Regions from separate parts of the Pan troglodytes genome. Here all the other regions are linked to region 3. A link is a contact called in public HiChIP or PLAC-seq data. All regions are on one chromosome and are shown on one strand. Each heading gives the region's core, a stretch centred on a gene start, on an enhancer-like site or on the middle of the called end of the contact. The rest is flanking DNA. Distances are from core to core; before and after follow the strand shown. Region 1 holds the start of FBXO17 (F-box protein 17). Region 2 holds the start of FBXO27 (F-box protein 27). Region 3 holds the start of LRFN1 (leucine rich repeat and fibronectin type III domain containing 1).

Region 1 (2,873 bases), core at 109-2,608, 350 kb after region 3:
GAATTGCTTGAGCCCGAGAGGTGGAGCTTGCAGTGAGCCAAGATCTAGCCACTGCACTCCAGCCTGGGCAACAGAGCGAGACTCCGTCTCAAAAAAATAAAATAAAATAAATAACCCCCCCAAAATCCGGAATGCAAAACAAACCTAGGCCTACGCCTTTCACATAAGGAACTGCGTGTGGATCTGTGCTAAAAACTCTACCAATAATACAGTAATTTTACAACCCACAGCAGAAAATGCTTTCAAAGGCGGTTGTTACAAATAATGTAATAGTCAAATTAGCGTTGGCTCTGAGTCCAGCACTGTGCTCCGCGCTGCACACGCAGTCTCACGCCGTCCTCACGATGGCGCTGTGGGGCCTGGCTGAGGTTTCTAGGGGAAGGGGCTTTAGGGAATCCAGGCTCTCTGGCTGTGTGACCCCTCCAAGCTAGCGACTTGGACTACGTGCAACAGACCAGGTATCTCTGGACTTCAGTTTCTCGGGAGAGGCGTCCATGAGGAGGTCATGCATACAAAGCATTTAGCACAGTGGCAGATATGAGCCAGTGGGCCTGGAGAATGATTTACCAGCGTGGGGGAGGCCTGGCTTCCAGAAAACTAGCTCTGGGGTGTCTGAGATCAGTCACCTTGAGGTCCCTGGTGCAATCTAGGGCCATCAGAAGGGACTGCAAAGACCCAAGGGCAGAGGTAAAGGGAGAAAATGGGTCGCGGCCCCAGCCTGACCGAAACTGAACCTCCGGATTAATTCAGTTGTCTATAGCTGGGGGGATGGGGAGGACAGGGGAGTCCTAAGGTGGAAGGGTACAGGTTTGTCATTGCCACAGAGAGTGCGTGTGGTGAAGGGATTTAATTTAAGATCAGCCCCGGGCTTCTGAGAATCTGGCCCTGGGAAGCAACGTAAATACAAGAAAATCCCTGTGGCCAGGGACTTTGATCCAAGTGTTTCGAATCAGGCCCTGGGTCGGGCTCACAGCTAAGCGGTTTACCAACCGTGGACCTATGCAGGATCCCATAGATGTGAGGGGTGGAGACGGCCGCAAGCAGGAGGCCAGAACCAGAAGGAAACGGAATTTGGGTGGGGGTGGGGAGCTAGGACCAGTCCCCCCGCGGGGGCGTCTTGGGGATGTGGAACTCGCACACCCAGAGGAGGTGGCTCTCCCAGGGGTGGGCCCCGGATCCTAGGGGCGCGGGGCTGGCCCCGCTCCCCGCCGGCCTCGCGGCAACTGGGCCTCCCCCTCGCTGCACGCAGCCCTCCCAGCTCCCCCGCCCGCCCTCGCTCCCGCTGGGCCCCGCAGCCGGAGGAGGGGCGGCCTCCCGCCCCCGCCCGCTGGATCTCAGAGTCGCCGCCCCCGGCGCCGGGCTGCAGCCGCCACGCCCCGGGAGAGGACCGACCGCCCAGACCGCCGGTCCCGGGGCCCCCTGGGCCACGCCGATCACGGGGAGCCCCTCGACTGCCTCCCAGAGCAAAGTGGGAAAGGGAAGCTTAGCCCGCCGCTGCCGCCTCCGAGCAGCCCGCCAGGTGAGCGCCGGGACAGGTAGGGGACCCAGGTCGGGACCCAAGCGTCAGTCCCGTTCTCGCCCACAGCTGGGGCGCCCCGGGAAGGATTCCCGCGCCAGGCCCTGCCCGGAGGGGCGGGTCCCTGGGAGTCCCATAACCCGCAGCGTCGCTTCCCCGGGCCCTCCCTCGGCCTGAGGCTCCTTTAAACCCAAAGTTATACAAATGCACGTTAGAAAGCCCTAAATCTGGAAGGGCTTTGCTTTGAACGTGGGTGTTCGAACGCCCAGGCCTCTCCATCCCTGCGCTCGTCCGCGGAGGCCACCATCCAAAACCCCTGCCAAACGCTGCAAACCAACACGTGGGCGCAACAGCCCGGGGAAGGCCAGGCCGCTTTTTACCGTTGCTGGATTTTCTGTCTTCTGGCCGTCAGTCCCTTCGCAGAATCTGTGAATCAGAAGCCTTGGAGGGCGGTTTCTCGATTTAGCAACTTGGGCACATTATGTGTTTCGCTGCGGCCCCAACCCTCAATTTAAATTTTGTTCTGCCAAGTTACTTTTGCAATGTTCAGTGATATGTTCTAAAGCTCTGTATACTGCCTCTTCAACTTTAGACAGCGTCTATTTACTCCATATTTTGAAAGACAAATATTATGGGAGCCTAGTTGTAAAATAAATAATACTTCTTTAAAAATGTTCCAGTAATACACGACACTCAGACACGTAGGACAGGACAGAGCTTTGCATGGAAAACAACACGCCTTTAAACAACAACCTCTCCCTCACCACCGCCCCCAACCCCTGTCGGCCAAATACATTTTTTTGTTAACTACATTACTTTTCAAAAATGGCAAGAAGTAACTCGTGATCGCTGGTGCCTCGTTTTTAACTTTTTCCACTTTTTATTCCTCGTATCTATTTCCAAATCTTTACAGCATATTTTTGGATTGTTATTTCTTATTTCATCAACTTTTAGACAACGCGTCCATGGATCCCTTGCTAAAAATAGGAGACAACTTTGATCATCTCCGTGGTTTTCCTCCTCCCTATATAATCACCTCCTTGTATAGTCAGGACATTACTTTCGGCTTCTCTATTGGCTACTTTTCTAACATAAAATAATTTTTTTAACTTGTATTTATTGTTCCATTAAATATACCTAGTATCTGTTGACTCTCTTTTTGTAAGGCTTGGCTAAGGAGCTTCTTTTTAAAAAATATATTTTTAGGCCAGGCGTGCGCGGTGGCTCACGCTTGTAATCCCAGCACTCTGGGAGGCCGAGGCGGGCGGATCACCTGAGGTCAGGAATTCAAGACCAGCCTGGCCAACATGAAACCCCGTCTCTACTAAAAGTACAAAAATTAGCTGGGCGTGGTGGT
Region 2 (2,761 bases), core at 117-2,616, 290 kb after region 3:
GACAGAGCGAGACTCTGTCTCAAAAAAATAATAAAATGTTTTATTTGGGAAGCAAGAATTGACATTCGAGGCATCCACACAGACCAGGCGGTCTTCAGAACTTTCAAAGAACAAAGAGGTTAGAGGTTTTTATAAGAAACAGAAATGTTAGGTATTGTTTTGCAAGAAAGTTCATTGACACTAGCAACGTTCTGGGGAGCTGGCAAGTTCTGACTGGTAAGCGACAGCAGAGGGAAAAACTAGTCTTAGAGTCACGGCAGGTTTTTTCAGTACCAGTTAGACTGCTTCCAGGTTACAACAGGCAGTTTTAACAGCCAGGCTTGCAGAGAATCACATTCTTGGAGCAATGGTATCTGCCCTAAGTGTTTTTCCCCCCGGCCTCTCAACTTTGTTTTAGTTGGATATGACAAGAAGGATCCAATTCAGATGATCAACTTTCACAATTTTTTTTTTCTGTTTGTTTTTTGAGACGGAGTCTCACTCCCTCTTTTGCACAGGCTGGAGTGCAGTGGTGCAATCTCTGCTCACTGCAACCTCCCCGTCCCGGATTCAAGCAATTCTCCTGCCTGAGCCTCCAAATTAGCTGGGATTACAGGCGCGTGCTACCACGCCCAGCTAATTTTTGTATTTTTAGTAGAGACGGGGTTTCACCATGTTGGCCAGGCTGGTCTCGAACTTCTGACCTCAAGCAATCCGCCTGCCTTGGCCTCCCAAAGTGCTGGGATTGCAGGCATGAGTCACTGCACCCAGCCACAATTGTATTTTTATTGGACAGAGCTGATCTAGAGGTTAAAATGAGGAATTCCGGAGCTAGGCTGGCTGGATTCAAATCCCTACTAGCTGGTGATCATAGACAAGCCACTTGGCCTCTGCTGGTCTCAGTTTTTTCACCTGTGAAGTAAAGGGCATAACAGCACCTACTTCATGGGGTTGCCACCCTGGCTGGCAGTAAAACCGTCCATAAAAGTTGGCTGGTGTTACTATTGGTTGCATTAATTTTTAGCAGCCGGAGCCTGTTTTCTCCTGTGAAATGAAGATAACTATGCCCGACCTTAAAGGTGATGGAAATTTTTTAACACGTTAACGGATACGAGGCCTCCCACTCAGAAGCCTGACCAAAATAACAATGGTTGCTCAGAGCCAGACGTCTCATTGCCACTAACGAATTAGGGACACTTCAAGGGGCCGGCTGGAGGCCAGCTGGAGGGGACGGCTGTGAGCGGCAGACCCTGGCTCCTGGCTGCACCTGGCCCCGTCGCGGGAAGCAGGTTGGGTTTGGAGAGCGGGAGGGAGCAGGCGGGAGGGGCTGGCGAGTAAGAAAGAGGATGCAGGGGTGGGTGAAGCTGGCTAGTAAGAGGGGAGGGGCCGGCGAGTAAAAAGGACGCAGAGGGGCGTGGGGAGCTTGCGGCACAGCTAGGGCATCCCGGCGAGGAGCGCCGCCAGGCCCCGGGGTAGGACTTGGGGTGGGGTGTCGGTGCGGCCGCCGAGGGGGGCTGATTGCATGCAATTCGGGGCATACACACAGACCGCGGGGTCTCCGGGATATCGGGGCTATCAAGGACGGGCTGGGGGATGGGGACTTGGGGACGGGGCCCAGGGATGGTGAAGATAGGGGTGCGGCTGGCAGAATCAGGGCAGGCATAGGCTGCGCGCCGCGGAGGCTGCTGGTCCCTGACGCCTTGACCCTTCCTCTCCCGCAGCCACAGCCGGGCCTGGCGGGGGGACCATGGGCGCCTCGGTCTCCAGGGGCCGGGCCGCCCGGGTCCCCGCGCCGGAGCCGGAACCCGAAGAGGCGCTGGACCTGAGCCAACTACCCCCGGAGCTGCTTCTGGTGGTGCTGAGCCACGTCCCCCCGCGCACGCTGCTCGGGCGCTGCCGCCAAGTGTGCCGGGGCTGGCGAGCCCTGGTGGACGGCCAGGCCCTGTGGCTGCTGATCCTGGCCCGCGACCACGGCGCCACCGGCCGCGCGCTGCTGCACCTCGCCCGCAGCTGCCAGTCTCCCGCCCGTAACGCCAGGCCTTGCCCCCTGGGCCGCTTCTGCGCGCGCAGACCCATCGGACGCAACCTTATTCGCAACCCCTGCGGCCAAGGTGGGATCTCGGAAGAGGAAGTCCAGGATGCTGGGCCACAGTGGGAGCGGTAGCGGGGCCGGAGGGGCGGGGCCGCACTGGGACCGGTACGAGGGGCCGCAGGGGCAGGGCCGCAGTGGAACCGGTGGGAGGAGTCGGAGAGGCGGGGCAGCGTTGGGAGCCGGTGTGAGGTGTCGGAGGGGCGGGGCAGCGTTGGGAGCCGGTGGGAGGTGCCGGAGGGGCGGGGCAGCATTGGGAGCAGGTGTGAGGTGTCGGAGGGACGAGGCAGCATTGGCACGCAGGGTGCAGGGCTGGCTGGGCAGGGCTTCACCGGTTGCCTGTGGGAGGGGTGGGAGTGGGGCAGTTCTGGGAGCCCGAGAGAGGGGTTGGAGGGGCAGGGCTTTGCTGCAAATCAGCGAGAAGGGCCAGAGGAGCGGGGCTTTGCCCTGAGCTGGTGGGAGGGGAAGGGGGCGGGGCCTCGGTGGGAAGGGTCAGGTGAGTGAGCTGCACTGTGAGCACGTGGGAGGGGCTAGGGGCGGGGTCTCACTAGGAACCAACAGGCGGACGACTGGAACTTGGGCACAAGCCTTTTTTATTTCACAGAAGGCCTCCGAAAGTGGATGGTGCAGCACGGTGGGGACGGCTGGGTGGTGGAGGAAAACAGGACAACCGTGCCTGGGGCCCCTTCTCAG
Region 3 (2,946 bases), core at 70-2,569:
AGGAGGACCTCTGTACAGTGGGATCCAAAACGAGAAGGGTTGAGACCCCAGGAATCTGGGGCACTGCATGAAACAACACAGATTTTTAGGGGAGAAGTTGCTGGGTTTAGGGACCCTGTGAATATCTCAGAAAGAGAAGGAGAGTGGCCTGAGATACTCAGTGGGGTTTGAGGGAAGGGGTGGGGTTCAGCTATGGGACAGGGGATGGGCAAAGGGGTCTGAACTAGGAAGGAGCAAGGCATTCTGGGCTCTATGGAAGTCACAGGGAGGGGGGACTTTCAGGGTCCAAAAGAAAGAATTGGAGCAAGAAGGAGGCAGGGTCCTCAAGGGGGCAGGACTAGTAGGGGGTGGGAAAAAATTGGGGCTAATTGGGGAGTTTTGGAAACCAAAGGATGTCTTGGAGGAGAAGGAGAGAGAAAGGTGTAAGGTCAAAGGGGTGGAAGATGGTTTGGGGTCTAATGGGGTTCATGGGGAAAGTTTAAGGGTCTTCCATAGGGATAAGAGACGTTTTAGGGCCCCCTAGAAGTTAGGCATGGTTTGGAGTTCATACTGGGGGTAAGGGAATGGGTTAGGGTCCTTGAGGGTAGAAGGACATGGCTGGGGGTCCCCAAGAAGGAGTGGAATATGATTTGTGGTTCTGGTGGCTGTAGAATGTGGTTTGGGTCCCCAAAGGGAGTCAGGCACCATCTGGGATTTGGCTGACATATGGTCTGAAGTCTCCCCCGATGTTAGGGTATGATTTGGGGTCCGTGAGGGAAGGGGTGTGGTCTGAGGGTCTATCTGAATGTTGGGATATGATTTAGGGTTGCTGGTGGGGTGGTCTGGATCCCCTTGGATGCTGGGATATGATCTGGGATTCTTCTGGGTTTGGGGGCATGGTCTGGGGTTCCTGACAGTGTGTGGGTCATAGTCTGAGGTCAAGCAGGAGAGCAGGGCATGATTTGTGGTCCTGGGTGGCCCTAGAACATCGCCTGGGTTCTCAAAAGAGGTGAGGCCTGATCCGAGGTCCCTCTGGGTATTAGGACGTGATGGGAGGTCTCTGTAGGGAGATTCGGGGTCCCTAGGCCAGTTGGGGCGTGGTCTGGGGGGGGTCTCGGGGGAGGCCGGCGGGGCTGGGGGTGGGGCTGGGGAAGGGTCGGGGGCGGGCCCGCGGCGGCTCCGCAGTGGAGAGGGGTCTGCGGCAGGTTCGGGGCGGGGATCCCGGGTGTGCGACCGCCCCGCCCGGCCGCCCCCACCAGTCGGCGCCCCCTCCCCCCTTGCGGCGGCGGTGGCGGCGGGCGGCGCGGAGGGCGGAGCTCGGCGGCGGCTCGGGAGGGAGGGCGGGAGGCGGGAGGGAGGCGGCCCCGCGGCACCGCGCCCCCTCCCCCGGCCCTCCCCCCACCATGGCGCGGAGCGAGGCGGCGGCGGCGGGGCCGGGCCCGGGGCCCCCCCGGGCTGGGTGAGCGCGGCCCGCAGAGGCCCGGGAGCGGCGGGCGGGGGCGCGGGTGTGTGCGCGGGTGTGAGCGTGCGAGCGTGCGAGTGTGTGTCCGCGGCGCTGCGGCGGGCCCGGCGTGCGCCCGCGCGGCCCTGTGTGTGCCCGGTGCCGGCGTGTGCGGCGCCCTGCCCGTGTGGCCATCGGGTGTGCGCGGGGTGTCGAGCCCGGCCGGCGTGTCCGGCTGTGCACGCGTGTCCCCCCGAGCGGCCGCCCCTCCGGCTGTGTGTCTGGGCGCTGTCGCGCGCCCATCGGAGGGGCTGTGTGCAGGTGTGTGTGTGCGTGGGTTGTGTGCCCAGGTGTGGGTCCCCCCCCAAGCCCGTGTGCGTGCGCGACTAGCTGCTCTGGGTGTTTGTGTCCGGGTTGGATGTCCATCCCCGGGTCTGTGGAGCCGGGTGTGCCCGCTCGGGTGTCCATTTGTGTGTGTGTGTGTGTGTGTGTGTGTGTGTGTGTGTGTGTCTGTGGGTTGTATGTCTCCGAGGGTGTATATCTGTGAGTCCACGGCAGGTTGCTGGCTTGGGGGCTGAGGCTCGGCGCCTTGTGGGTCCAGGCCTCGGTGTGGATTTGGGGGAGGGGAGTTCGCCGCTCCCTCGGTCCATGTCAACTGGGGGGTCCTTAGCGGTCCTGGGGGAAGCGGCCATGTCTTCCCCTTCCCGGTGGTTGCGGGGGGGGGGGGGATGGGCGGCCAGGAGGTGGACAGATGGAGGGGGGATGAGAGGCCGAGAAGTGGACAGATGGGCCCTGAGGTGGGGGTTGGGGGGCGAAGACCCGGCCCTTCCCCACCCACTCCACCCTAATTCCCCCACCGGCCAGACATCTGCAGACGGAGCCAGAGTTACCTCCATCCTGATGGCCAGGCTGGGGAACCTTTGGGGCTGCTGGTGGGAGGATCTCCTTGAAACCGTGATCTAGGACTCAAACCCCCAAATCCTCTTGAGTTTCCACCTGCTGAACTCTGACCTCTGGCCTGGCTTGTGCCCTGGTTTTTTGGGGGTGTGGAGGGCACGATGCTGAATGTGCTGCAGGGATGTTAGGATTTCTTGGGCCTGGGAAGTAAGTAGGTGGGGTGGTGGGGGGGTGCCTCAGGGCTGGGAGGAATGTGTGTCCAAGACTGTGTGAGTGTGAATCTGGGCCTGTCTACTGACTGTGCTACTGTGGCTCAGTATTTTCTATGCATTTGGAAGTGTGTAAATCACAGGACTGTTGTGTGAGCATGTGTCTGTTATGAGTGAACATCTTGGCGTGTCTGCAAAGGTGGATCTTTTTGTGCCTGTGTGCGTGTTCCAGTGTGGATCAGCCTCGTATCTGTATGCTTGTGGTTTTGTGTGTGTGTGTGTGTGTGTGTGTGTGAGGTATGTATCTGTTGGCGTGATGCTGTATCAACTTTGCAACATGGAGATGTGTGAAGTATGAGTGTGTCTGGGCATTTAAGAGTGTGCACTTGTGTATGTTTGCACAGGTGTGTGTGTGTTTGT

The links. HiChIP or PLAC-seq counts read pairs in DNA pulled down with a chosen protein or histone mark.
Region 1: a contact with region 3 is called in an H3K4me3 HiChIP or PLAC-seq map of stem cell-derived excitatory neurons, with 2.9 times the contacts expected there. The contact joins the promoter of FBXO17 here to the promoter of LRFN1 in region 3. A contact is called at or near these places in 1 of 7 Hi-C or Micro-C datasets (stem cell-derived neural progenitor cells) and 1 of 1 datasets of contacts at active chromatin or transcription factors (stem cell-derived excitatory neurons).
Region 2: a contact with region 3 is called in an H3K4me3 HiChIP or PLAC-seq map of stem cell-derived excitatory neurons, with 2.9 times the contacts expected there. The contact joins the promoter of FBXO27 here to the promoter of LRFN1 in region 3. A contact is called at or near these places in 1 of 7 Hi-C or Micro-C datasets (stem cell-derived neural progenitor cells) and 1 of 1 datasets of contacts at active chromatin or transcription factors (stem cell-derived excitatory neurons).

The regions. Positions count from the first base shown.
Region 1 is chr20:42,107,591-42,110,463 of NHGRI_mPanTro3-v2.0_pri, reverse strand. It overlaps FBXO17 (F-box protein 17), which reads left to right and starts at 1,358. Exons shown (of 6, transcript XM_016935882.3): 1 at 1,358-1,519.
Region 2 is chr20:42,164,677-42,167,437 of NHGRI_mPanTro3-v2.0_pri, reverse strand. FBXO27 (F-box protein 27) reads left to right here and starts at 1,366. Exons shown (of 6, transcript XM_054673428.1): 1 at 1,366-1,451; 2 at 1,701-2,090; 3 at 2,673-2,761. The coding sequence starts at 1,727.
Region 3 is chr20:42,458,468-42,461,413 of NHGRI_mPanTro3-v2.0_pri, reverse strand. LRFN1 (leucine rich repeat and fibronectin type III domain containing 1) reads left to right here and starts at 1,319. Exons shown (of 5, transcript XM_016935906.3): 1 at 1,319-1,438.